Linked DNA regions of Sus scrofa: region 1 is linked to region 2. Evidence: chromatin contacts called from public HiChIP or PLAC-seq data. All regions are on one chromosome and are shown on one strand. Each heading gives the region's core, a stretch centred on a gene start, on an enhancer-like site or on the middle of the called end of the contact. The rest is flanking DNA. Distances are from core to core; before and after follow the strand shown.

Evidence for each region. HiChIP or PLAC-seq counts read pairs in DNA pulled down with a chosen protein or histone mark.
Region 1: an H3K27ac HiChIP or PLAC-seq map of alveolar macrophages shows a contact between it and region 2. The contact joins the promoter of TWIST1 here to the enhancer-like site in region 2. A contact is called at or near these places in 1 of 5 promoter capture datasets (fetal skeletal muscle), 9 of 47 Hi-C or Micro-C datasets (embryonic fibroblasts, epiblast stem cells, fibroblasts and 4 more) and 2 of 2 datasets of contacts at active chromatin or transcription factors (alveolar macrophages and skeletal muscle).

Annotation. Positions count from the first base shown.
Region 1 is chr9:88,288,735-88,294,584 of Sscrofa11.1, reverse strand. It overlaps TWIST1 (twist-related protein 1), which reads left to right and starts at 4,454. Exons shown (of 2, transcript XM_003130192.5): 1 at 4,454-5,220; 2 at 5,755-5,850. The coding sequence starts at 4,570. The coding sequence ends at 5,178.
Region 2 is chr9:87,762,253-87,768,753 of Sscrofa11.1, reverse strand. HDAC9 (histone deacetylase 9) reads right to left here. Exons shown (of 28, transcript XM_021102482.1): 7 at 6,085-6,250; 8 at 4,968-5,094; 9 at 2,251-2,372. Among named protein-coding and RNA genes, the nearest start is that of TWIST1, 520 kb to the left of the region's middle. Within about 2 kb of position 4,308, at least 3 of the 83 cell types and tissues checked have an H3K27ac peak or open chromatin away from gene starts, as enhancers often do. A contact at or near this core is called in alveolar macrophages, where this site is marked.

The DNA of each region.
Region 1 (5,850 bases), core at 3,205-5,704, 530 kb before region 2:
GAGGGAAGACCCTTCAAGACTCAACACCTTCCCACACTCTGATCTTCTCTCCCTATATTTTATATATTATGTCTCCTTATCTCATCCTCCTTTTGAGTGCAAAATGTCAGATATTTTAAAGATTAGTATTTGTTTGAAATTTTTATTTGTTCATTTGAGGTGCAAATCTGAACTCAATTTCTCGTACTTTATACTTTTTCATTTTATTTATGGATTGAAAGCTTTACATTTCATGATTTTAGACCCCTATTCTTTTATTATCATTATTATTATTTGGCCACACCCACAGCATATGGACGTTTTCCATCCAGGGATGGAACCTACACTATAGCAGTGAACCGAAGCAGCTGCAGTGACAATGATGGATCCTTAACCCACTGTGCCACAAGGGAACTCCTAGACCCCTATTCTTAAAGAAATCAGGGAGAGAGAGAGAAAGAGTCATGAATTAAAGTATCATTAAAAGAGAATGCCCTCTTATTAGGGCAAGGTGCTCAAGCATTCTTAAAGTGACCCATATCACTGAAAAAGAATCTGCTTTCACACAATTATCCAAGTCACTTGTGCTGACACAAATTGTATATAAAATCCTCTCATTTAAATGTCAGTCTAGGCAATGTCCGTGGAGTGTTCAAACAAGATGAAATCTAACATGTAGTCTCATCTGAGAGTCGCTCAAATGCAGCCTTTTCCAATCTGTGCCCCCTTCTTTGTGAATGTCCCTGTGCTTCATTTATGCAATCCATAAAAATTATCTCACAGAACTCTAAGCTAACAAACAGGTGGTAGGTCATTGAAAAATGGAGGAGAAAGAGTAGGAACAGATTGAGGCACTCACCTTTTATGCAAGTCCCCACTCCAAATTATACCAGCTGGCTAACATTCTATAATGTATGTGTGTTTCTTTTCCTTCTCTAAAATATTTATAAATGGAGCTAAGAGAATCCCAGTGCAAATAGGTACATACTTATTGCATATACTGAGTATGAGATTCCTAACTCTGTTACTTTTAATGGTATTCTTTTTTCAGTTTTTAACACAGCACACATTCCTCAGGAAGGACTGTGAACCTGCCAAGTTTGCAGTTTGAAAATAAAGCTCGTTTTGAATTATCTGAGTGCAAAAGAAAACCTTTTTGTTTTCAATTAATTTTTTCAGGGAATTTATTTTAGAAGTAGATGAAATTATTTAATTCCACTTAATTCAGTATTCCCAAAGAAGGCAGTCCTCCACTGACATCCTTCAAGTCAGGCTGAGTTCAACCCCAAAGAGAAATTTCTAAGACCTGTTTGAGAGCCTGAAATTAGGATTTAAGAACTAAGTAAGATTTCTTTTGTTAAGCCAGATATTTTGGAAATCAACATTATTTTGCATATATAAAATATCTAAAACTATATTTGGCTCTTCAGCACATAAAATGAGAGCTTGCCTTTATTCTTGACCCAGCACGTGTGGATAAGAAATTTGTTAGAAAAAAAATGTTAGGTAGAATACGGGGCAATTGGGCCGGGAAATTTTTGTTTGCAAAGTAGGGATCATCAAGTCTAGAAAGTTATGAGGGGTAATTCTTTTGGCATGCTACGATCTTCTGCTTAAAAACTAACTTCTAAACATTCAAAATCTTCCATCTTCATCTTTCACTCCTTCGAAGAGTTCAAGAGAAATTTTTCTCAGAACTAAAGTCATTCATTGTGACCCATCAAGAAGATTCCCGAGCCTGGGATGGTTCTGGTTAGCTCATTCATTTTAAACCCTATTCTAAGCATTCTGGCATCTATAGCATCGCCTCAGTCCAGGGGATCCAGTCCAGAAGCTCTTGATCTGCTAGAAGCTGAGTGCTCAGCGAAGGGCTGGGCTCACTTTAAACAGAACTAGTCATTGATGACTTTGCAAATGGAACTAACTAACGATCCCTGGCTGCTTCGCTGTTGTGAACTCGGTTTCTCCTCCAGCTTCTTCACCTCTGTTTCCTTTACACTGCCTTTACCCTTTGCCCACAGTTTCCTGTCTTGCCTACCCATAGTCACAAAGTAAAGAGTCTGATTATTTGACCTTTTTATTTTTGAGTATTCAGCTAAAGGGAAAAAAAAAACAAAATTAAGATTTGAAATTGATCTTTAAAAAAAAAACAAACACAGGTATAGGTGGAAAAATTTCAAGATTTCTGCAGCCACGTTCAAATAAGAATTGCAGAATACTGTGCAACTCAGATTTATCAAAGATAACATTCGGTAGAAAATAGGGCAGAATTTCAGCCTATTCTCTGCTTCCAAGAGATCAAATCTAGGCAGAAGATGCAACAAAGGAGAGACTTATAAGACTGTGCTTTGTTTTAAGAAGACCTGCCTGTAAACTATTAAGTTGAAGTCAAGGAGAATCCGATTTTCAGACTGGCTTTCATTTTAAAATATGGCAGCGACTTGAGAAACAGGCACGTTGGCACGCTGTGGTCATTGTCTATATAGCTTTGTACAACTAGTGATAGGCAAACTGTGCGAGTCGCTCCTCCCATTAAAGCTTAGCCTTGTTCGCAGAAGGGATTTTTCTGGCCCTCGCTTTCCCCGGAAGGCTGAGCCCTTCAGCCGGCCCCAGGCGCCCCACACCCTGGGTTTCTGAAGCTGAGAGACTCAGCAGGGCACAGCCACGTGGCCTGCCCGCGCGTCGTCTGGTCTCCCGCCTCCTCTTCAGAACACAGTGGATCACGACCCTCGGTCTGGCCCAGAAAGTGAGGCATCGCTGAGTTAATTCGCGGCCGAGAGTCCAGCCCGTGTAAAGAGTGAGGGGACCTGGGCCTGTGCAGGGTAGCCCAGCGCAAGGCAGACAACTTCTGCACCCCCAAATCTGCCCCGAAAAATCCCCTACTGCTTTTGACCTCTGGTTTGCTTTGCAGAAGTCAAATGAATGACATGAAACGGTTATTCCATCCCAATTCGTTCGAAAAAAAAGAAAAGAAAAAAGAAAAAAAGTCTAGCACTGCAAAGATGGGTTTCTCTTCCATGGCAGCAGCTTCCCTTCCTTTCCAGCTCACCGACTTTTGTTGCTTCAGACTTGCCAGAATCTGCATTAACACCCTCTTCGAGGCTCTTTGTTGTTACTTATTAGATAGAGACGCTTAAAATGTAAAAATGTCTAAATAATCGTAATGCGTTTGAGGCGCCCGAAACCTAATTTCTCACTGTACCTCCTAGGAGTGAGGGGTGGGGAAGGGGGCTCTTGCAGCCGTCAAACCCGCGTGTCCAGGAATTACTGAACCCCCATCTCTCTCAAAGCCGATCTTTAGAGGTCACAATGCAGGGCCTTATGTGGAAGTAGGGTGGGGATGAAATGACCACAGGGTACTCCACCATGGGCTAGCAGCTCAGGCAATCAGGGCCTCGGGCAAAGACGCTGCGCTGCCCCCCTCCGGCCCTGCTACCTTCTCCAAGGACAGGCCTGATTTCCGCGGGAGAATGAACTTCTGCCTCTTTCTAGCACCTTCGGAGAAGCAGACCTTTGGGCGTTGGGAAAAGTTAGATTGGGTTACTGTGAAGGGAAAAGAAAGGCCCAGATGCTTCTCCAGGAAGGATGAGAGAACAGGCCCGGACGCAGATCTGCAGTCCCCAGCGCAGCCACGTCTTCAGAAACGCCCAAGATCTCCAGGCCAGCCACGGTGGTTTGGCCCTGGTGACTCCAGGAGCCCGTCTACCTGACTATACACTGGGCTATGCCTTTGCCAGTTTTCTTGCCATTTCCCCCGCCCCAGCAATCTCAAACCCGCCCCACGGACCTAGAGGGTAGTGGGGCAAGCTGAAACTTAACCCACTGCGTAGAAGCTGTCGCCGCCGCTGCTGTCACAGTCACTCCGGGAGAGACCGACACCGCAGTGGGGACAGTCCCCTCCCGCCGCTTCCCCGGGCTGCGCTTCGGTGCGGGGGCGCGGCCGCGGGCTCCGGCGCGGAAGGAAATAGCCCCGCGCCCCGCGGGCGTAGGGCAGCAGGGAGGGAAGGGGGAGGGCAGCAAGGAGGCGGGCAGAGGGGCCGGCCGCCTGGGCCAGGTCGTTTTTGAATGGTTTGGGAGGACGAATTGTTAGACCCCAGGAAGGGGGGGGTGGGGACGGAGAAGGGGGGCTGGAAAGCGGAAACTTTCCTATAAAACTTCGAAAAGTCCCTCCTCCACACGTCAGGCCAATGACACTGCTGCCCCCAACTTTCCGCCTGCACGGAGGTATAAGAGCCTCCAAGTCTGCAGCTTTCGCCCAACTCCCAGACACCTCGCGGGCTCGCCGGCACAGGCAGCGTTTCCAGAAGGCCGAGTGGGGTGTGCGTGCGGCCGTTGGGCGCCTTCTTTTTGGACCTCGGGGCCATCCACACCGTCCACTCCCCCTCCCGCCTCCCTCCCCGCCTCCCCCGCGCGCCCTCCCAGCGGAGATTCTCCTCGTCCCTCCTCCCGCTCCCTCCTCCGCGGGCCGCATCGCCCGGGCCGGCGCCGCGAGCGGGGGAAGCTGGCGGGCTGAGGCGTCCCACTTTCCTCCTCTTCCCCGGGCCGCCGCTCTGCCCCGGGCCTGCGAGGCCGCGCCTTGCCGCCCGAGAGATGATGCAGGACGTGTCCAGCTCGCCAGTCTCGCCGGCCGACGACAGCCTGAGCAACAGCGAGGAGGAGCCGGACCGGCAGCAGCCGCCAAGCGGCAAGCGCGGGGGGCGCAAGCGGCGCAGCAGCCGGCGCAGCGCGGGGGGCAGCTCGGGGCCCGGCGGGGCCGCGGGCGGGGGCGTCGGAGGCGGCGAGGAGCCTGGCAGCCCGGCCCAAGGCAAGCGCGGCAAGAAGTCTGCGGGCTGCGGCGGCGGCGGCGGCGGCGCGGGAGGAGGCGGTAGCAGCAGCGGCGGCGGGAGTCCGCAGTCCTACGAGGAGCTGCAGACACAGCGGGTCATGGCCAACGTGCGGGAGCGCCAGCGCACACAGTCGCTGAATGAGGCGTTCGCCGCACTGAGGAAGATCATCCCCACGCTGCCCTCAGACAAGCTGAGCAAGATCCAGACCCTCAAGTTGGCGGCCAGGTACATCGACTTCCTCTACCAGGTCCTACAGAGTGACGAGCTGGACTCCAAGATGGCCAGTTGCAGCTATGTGGCCCACGAGCGGCTCAGCTACGCCTTCTCGGTGTGGAGGATGGAGGGGGCCTGGTCCATGTCCGCGTCCCACTAGCAGGCGGAGCTCCCCACTCCCTCGGCAGGGCCGGAGACCTAGGTAAGGACCAGCGTCTCTGCGCCCCTTGTCGGCTCAGGTGGCAGACCCACTGACGGTCAGGCCGTGGCTCCCCGTCCACCTAGCCTTCCTGCTTGTGTCCCACTCCCTTCTCTACTTTCCCACCCAACCTGGCACCGCCACCTCATCCCCGGAGCGTCCCTGGAAGACAGCTCAGTCCCCTCTAGGGAGAGAGGGATGCGCCCTTGAGAACCGTGTGCGTGTGCGTGATGAGTGTTCGTGACAGACAGGAGGCAAGACTGAGAAAGAGTCGAGGGTCATTGGTAAGGAGAGTCTTGCCAGCGCCTCCCTTTCTTTTGGCTTTAAGTTTTCCTTCTCCTTAAAACAAATGTTTCCAAATTCCACCTCCTCCTTCTTTTCCGCCCACCCACTTCCTCTTGCCCTTGGGCTGAAATCCTTCCAGGTTGTTCAGCGTAATTTCTCCGTGGTGGTGATAAGAACAGTGCTCACTAGTCTTAGAAAACAGCCACAGAGACCTAAACAATAACCAACTTTCCTCCCTCTGGGTTTTTGCAGATGTCATTGTTTCCAGAGAAGGAGAAAATGGACAGTCTAGAGACTCTGGAGCTGGATAACTAAAAATAAATATATATGCCAAAGATTTTCTTGGAA
Region 2 (6,501 bases), core at 3,059-5,558:
TTATTGGTACAGTGCTTCAAAATGTTTGGTTTTACAGATCAACAGCCTGACACTTCATAAATATCAGATATTCAATATAAAGGGAAGAAACTTAAAATATTGGGCAAACACAGAAAATACACCACTAGAAAAAACAAGGGTTGTACCTTTTCACTATCATACATTACATGTTAAAGAGATATAGAAGATGCCTTTCCTTTTAGTACAGATTTGAATAAAAATTTGTAACACCTATCATAAGCAAGATTTCTCTTTTGAATTTTGTTGTGGAGTAAGAATTTCTACAAAGATAAATTAACAGTTTGCTATTTATTCTTCACATGGGAAAAATTCTAAGCTGTTCTCATGAAATAGTAGGACAAAAGGTACTGGGTTTTAGTACTTGCCCTTAAGTAGTGAAAAAGATCAAATTTTCTCTCTGGATGCAAACTGGTTCTAAATGCCACTTCTTTTCAAAGTCAGTGTCAGTTCTGCAGTCAGTTTTCAATCTCCCAGTGGTAAGAATATATTCAAAGGCTATGTGCACAGCAGGGTAGAAGTCTTTCTCCCAGAATGTAACTATATCACTCATCAGTAACCTCCTGCCATAAGGGGACTTGTGTTTTCTTTCCTTTTAGTGACTCCTTGGGCTCTTGAATGCCAGTCACTGCACTGAGACCTGGGGCAATATTCACATAATCTCTGTCAATAGTTCCTACACATGCCATTGGTGCAACTAAATGTCAAGGCTGCAGATCAAAGTCCCCACATTCTAAAACTCACGTCCTTTATGGATCAATTTTCATAAACTATATGCCATGTTTTAGAAATATGTGGAGGCTCACTCTTGGCTTTGTTCCTTTTATTCCAAAGAAGTTTATTTATATGAAAGGCAATCTGATTTGTAGATAATAGTGTGAAATTCTCATGCAATGCACAGAACTCTTTCTTTCATTTGCATAGCCTCCTATTGAAGTATTTTACTATACTCAGAGTCTAATAATAGACATGAAAAAGATCTTTGGGCTATTAAAATAAATATGCATGAACTGCTTTGTAATACTTGACCATCCTCTTCAGTGTCTGGTACAATATGGGCTAAATGATAGGTAATGAATTCTTACTCACGATTGATTTTATTTCTAAATCTCCATTACCCTAGAGGTAAATTAAATACAGAAAATAGCTTTAGCATGTGTTTTTTTATAATCTATATATCCACTTTAATTATTCAAAATTGCTTAGGAAAATGAATATAATTATTGGAAATCATTTTCATTCTGCAGATTTTATATACAAATTACATAGCTTTATATCTCTTCAAGTAGATTTGAGTAAAATTCAATGGATCAAACTATCTGAGTTCAGTATCTTTTCACATCAAGTGTGTTTATAAAATTCTTCTAATTTACAACTTTCTCTAAAGAACTGTATTTGGAAAATCCCATAAGATTTAGAACATAATGTACACAAATGCTATTTATGCTTATACCCAGTGAAAATTTAAATATACTTATTATTGAGGTAAGAGCATATTACATGTTAAATATGCATATATCAGAGGGCTAAAAAAGAATATGGAAAACAAACACAGACTTAAAGCCACATAGCTATTTACTAAATTTCAACTTTATTCCAGATTCATTGTCCTGGTTCCCCTAAGCAAATTTTAATGTGATTATATGAGATTATTAGCTACAAAGCTTCACTGTGAATTCTTCATATCATCTGCGAGACATTAGGCAAGTCACTTACTCAGAAGCCAGCCCTGGCCTTTTGTGTCTTAATGAGAGATTACAATGTAAAGTTTTTCAAAGTGAGGGAAAAGAAGATTATTATTTTCATTTTTGCAGTAAATAGTTGAGGTTCAACAGAAAATCAGATAAATCAAGGAAATTACAGAGGTCCTCATGAATGGAGAAGATTTAAATGTTTTGAGAAATCAAATTCTCTTTACTTCTACTCCTAATTACTAATAAGAAAATAATCTGTCTAAAATACAAATGTGATTAACCTTTATATTTATAAAGCTACTTTGACAATATACTGAATCAACTGAGGTAGAAATAAGAGTGTGTGTGTGTGTGTGTGTGTGTGTGTGTGTGTATTTGTATGTACTCATGCACATTTTTGCTTATGCTGAGGGCAGCCGTAGGGAGGACATAATAGCTATGATTCGAATCCTCTGACTTTCCTCTAGAGGTATGGCAAAATGAAACTACAGGAATGTTATGAAAGAGCAAGTGGAGTCTTCTTGTGAAGTTGACTTACCAGTTTTTCGAAGGGGGAAATCATCTTTTGCATCTTGAGCTCCTGGTAATGTGTATTTGTAAGATGGAGACGTTCCACTCAGGGGTGGAGAGCTTTGATCCAATGACGTGTGGTGGGCAGCCCTACAAAAGAAAAAGAGGGTTCACCACTTGCCCTGGAGTTTTTATTGCATGTTGGTCAGCGATAATCGGTTGCACATGCTGTAACATGTGTCTCAGCTGTGTTTATGTTCTTTCTCTTTAGTGTGTGTAAACCACAGCCTCATGTAACCAGTTGACTTTAGCAGCATTTTATGGAATGATGCAGGATGCCTAAGGATGCCCAATGTGCCTTTGGTCACATAGTCACAGAGAAATTACCAAAGGAGAGAATTTACCAAAGGAGAGAATTTACCAAAAGCCTGAGTTTTGATATCTGAGATTATTGTGTGTTTTCTTAAGAGTCACATTAGTGGAAAAGTCATCACCTGAATACTTTTTAGTCAACAATGCAGAACAGAAGGATTTCATTTAGGGAGTTCCCTGGTGGCTTAGTGGGCTAGGGACCTGGCATTGTCACTGCTGTGGTTAGATCCCTGGCCCAGGAATTTTCACACATCACAGGTGCAGTCAAAAAGAAAAAAAAAGACTCCATTAAAAAAAAAATTGGTAGTTAGTACATGGAAGTACATGAGGGTGCCTTTTACTCAGAGACAATACTATATCAATAGCCTCCAGGTCTCCTGACTTCCACAGAAGCCCTAGGTAAAGACTGGAGACACATCCTTCTTCAGTATGAAATGGATCTTTTAAAATGTTTGTCTTACCTGCATTAATATAGTGAAAGAGATGCAGTTGTGCAACTGGAGAACAGTTTGGGTCTGAACATAGACTACCCAGTGGATATAAACATCTATAATAATCATTATATATGAAGAAAACAATGGATGAGGCACAGTATCACCACCAGGATGATTTTTATACTAGTGTTATTTATTTGAATTAACATTCTCAAGAATTAACTGGTTTAAGGGTATTTCATCTAGCTATAACTAGCACAAAATTATTATATTCAGATTTTATAAATTGATGACTTACGGCTGTCCAGGAGTTGGACCCCTCTGAAGTTCAGTTCAGTACAAAAAAAGAACTGCGAAGTAACATTTGAGAGATGGGTCTAATATACCCAAGGGAATGGCTAAAGACTCTTCATGATGAGTTGTTTGCATAAAACTGTTTCCCACTTTTAAAGAAAGGTATTAAATTTTCTTAAAATAGGCTTTAACTTAAAAGAGATATGAATTAGTTACACACTATGTATGCAATTTTGGGTAATAATACATGATTTCTTTTTCAATAACTTTGATGTTGACTGAACATTTGGAAATTTTCTTCAGGGATTGATTCCTCAAGTCAACTGACATGCATGGCAAAAATTACGTAAACCATTAAAATGTATTTACACAGCGTTCTGGAATCTGCCTCATTTATCTTTTTTTTAGACGCAGAGAAGGGAAGATACTTTAAGATAGAAATATAAAAACAATACTCTTTAAATAGGACTCTTAGGAGTTCCCTGGTAGACTAGTGGTTAGGACACGGTGCTTACACTACCACCGCCTGAGTTCAATCCCTGGTCTGGGAACTGAGATCTCTCATCAAGCCACTGCATACCATGGCCAATAATAAATAATAAAATAAATAAATTTGTAAAAATAAAGGCATAATTTTTTAAAAACTGAAAAGCAATAGTTTAAAAAAGAATATGTTAAAAAACTTAAAGTATGCTTAAAGTGTCAACATTACAGAGTAATCAAGTATTTACTTCTTTATCCTTATAACGTGAGGGATTAAAAAAATTATAAGTATAAAATTCTAAATATATTTTTAAAACAAGAGAGATGAAACTGTGATCTATTAGTCTATTATCCAAATATGCTTTGACTATCAGTTTTTCTCCTGACTTTAGAAATGCCACCTCCTTCATATTTCACAAAAGGAAGAACTATGTGTTACATAGTATCTCTTTACTGAACTTGGGGAAACATAGTTGCACAAAAAACTGTAACACGGAAGTGTATTATGTTGTCAGCTTGTGTCAGAAGTCAATCTACTCTCATTTTTCAGGGTGGGAAGAAATGAGGTCAGGTGGGCAGGGGTTAACTAGCCCCTACATCAGCTGGTTACTCCTCTGTCCTCCCGTCTTTTCCCTCCCTTGTCTTCCTTCCTTTTTTTTTTTTTTTTTAATTAAGTCAACCATCTGGGCTTGAAAAAAATAACTCAGATCTCCATCTTACATCAAGCCAAGTAAAATAAAATCTCGACCTGCCACATCTTCAGAAATTATTGTAAAGATATCAGATGCACCATCTGAGAATAGAAAAATGCAAAATATGAATATCTATGCCCCACCCAACATTTGCCAATTATTCATTCAGCACAGAACATACGTAATACTTTCTAGCCCTTGAGATGACACTTGCTAACATTTATTGAAGAGCTGCTCTCTGTTACGGACTTTACCACATTATTCCTTAGGACCTTCCCAGAAACCCTAGAGGGCAGGTACTACTATCATGCTCTTTTTACAAAGAAACAGAGCCTTAGAGAATTTAAGGGACTTGCCCACAGCCATACAGCTGAGGACTTGGCAGGCCAGGGACTTGTGCCCCGGTCCTCTGAATTCAGAACCTGTGATCTTTATCCCTGGAAATGAATAAAGCCAAACACTGAACATACGTGTACCAGAGCTTGGGATGGCGGCTCACGGAATGATTTTTTCCATTAGTTGGAGTGTCTTTTGTTGCTGATTTACTCAACAGGAATTCTTGAAGCTTCTGCTTTACTTCTGTACTTGCCACTGCCCCTGAAACACACACATACAGAAACAGATGGTGATTTGGGGTTCTGTCCTTTCATGCCTCTGGAATATTTAGTAAAAATTAAGGAGTAACAGCACTGGTCACAGCATATGAAGTTTTCCTATTAAAAACAAAATGAGAGTCTAAACAGGCTTTAGAAAGTGACAGAGTAATGTTTTGTAACTACTGCTTCAACTGCCAATTTTCAAAAGAGCTTCAATGATTTCTTTAATTGCTTTTGCAGAAGGGGGATTCCCAGAATTAATACTAATTTTTTCCTAAGGTTTAAAAAATACTGCTGAGGAACAAAACACTGCCTTTAAAAAGTCAAGAATCTTGGGAGATCATAAGTGATAAAACATATTAAAATGAGGTCTTCTAAGTTGCTAGTTTGAAAAACTAACTTTTTATAAAAGCTCTTTTGAGCATCAAACAAATAAATATCCGCTGACAATTCCAGTTCAAGTCATCACATTTTAAACCTTGCTAAGACCTGATTTTCAGCTGACCTCATACAGGAGAATTATTTGGATCTGTCTCCCTCTTGTGGATAGTTAAAACAAAACAAAACAAAACAAAACAAGTGTTCTCCCTTAAATCTTAATACTACCTAGGTTACTTGAAAACTAAATGGAAACAAGGCTTGACTTAAAAAGTAATTATTACTTGAGCAGGAGGAAGGCATGGAGTAATGTGGAAGTAAGTTTATTATTGAACAGAATGGCAGAGCTATATTGCCTTAGTATAACATTATTTTTAAGGTTCAAAACAAGGGAAATTGGTATCTTTGCCAAACAATGCTATGTTTACTTTTGGAGATGCCCATAAACTGAATGTAGAGAGCTGACATGTGAATGTCAAAGCTTTACATTTGGGTTCATAATTTATCGTTTTACTTAAACACAGACAATTTTGACAAGTTTAATTCCGCTCTTTATCAGGCTCTTTTCTGAATGACGATCAGCTAAAGATGAGGGAAGAGATCCATCTTTTACCCTGGTGCCTCTTACTTTCTCGTCCTCTATCTTTGCCTCTGAGAGGAGGAAGCTGCTGTTCTCTGCGATGCCTCTCTACTTCCTGTTCTTGCCTCTGCTGCTCCAGTTTCTGCTCCTTTTCTAGGAGTTCTTGTTGCTGTTTTATGGCTAGAAGTTCCTGTTGCAACTTGCGAGAAGAGAAAGACATGAGAGTGTGCAATTTCTTTAAGGCTTCATAGTCATCAAAGTCCAAAATTGAAATTGGAACTTATTTGTATTTACAGTTTACCCACTTTTTTGTGTACTACTGAAATCTAAAGACAAGCAACTAGTGCCATAGATGGTGTTTTTTTGGGAAAAAAAAAGTTTTTATTGGAGGATAGTTGATTTACAATGTTGTGCCAATTTCTGCTATACAGAAAAGTGACCCAGTCATTC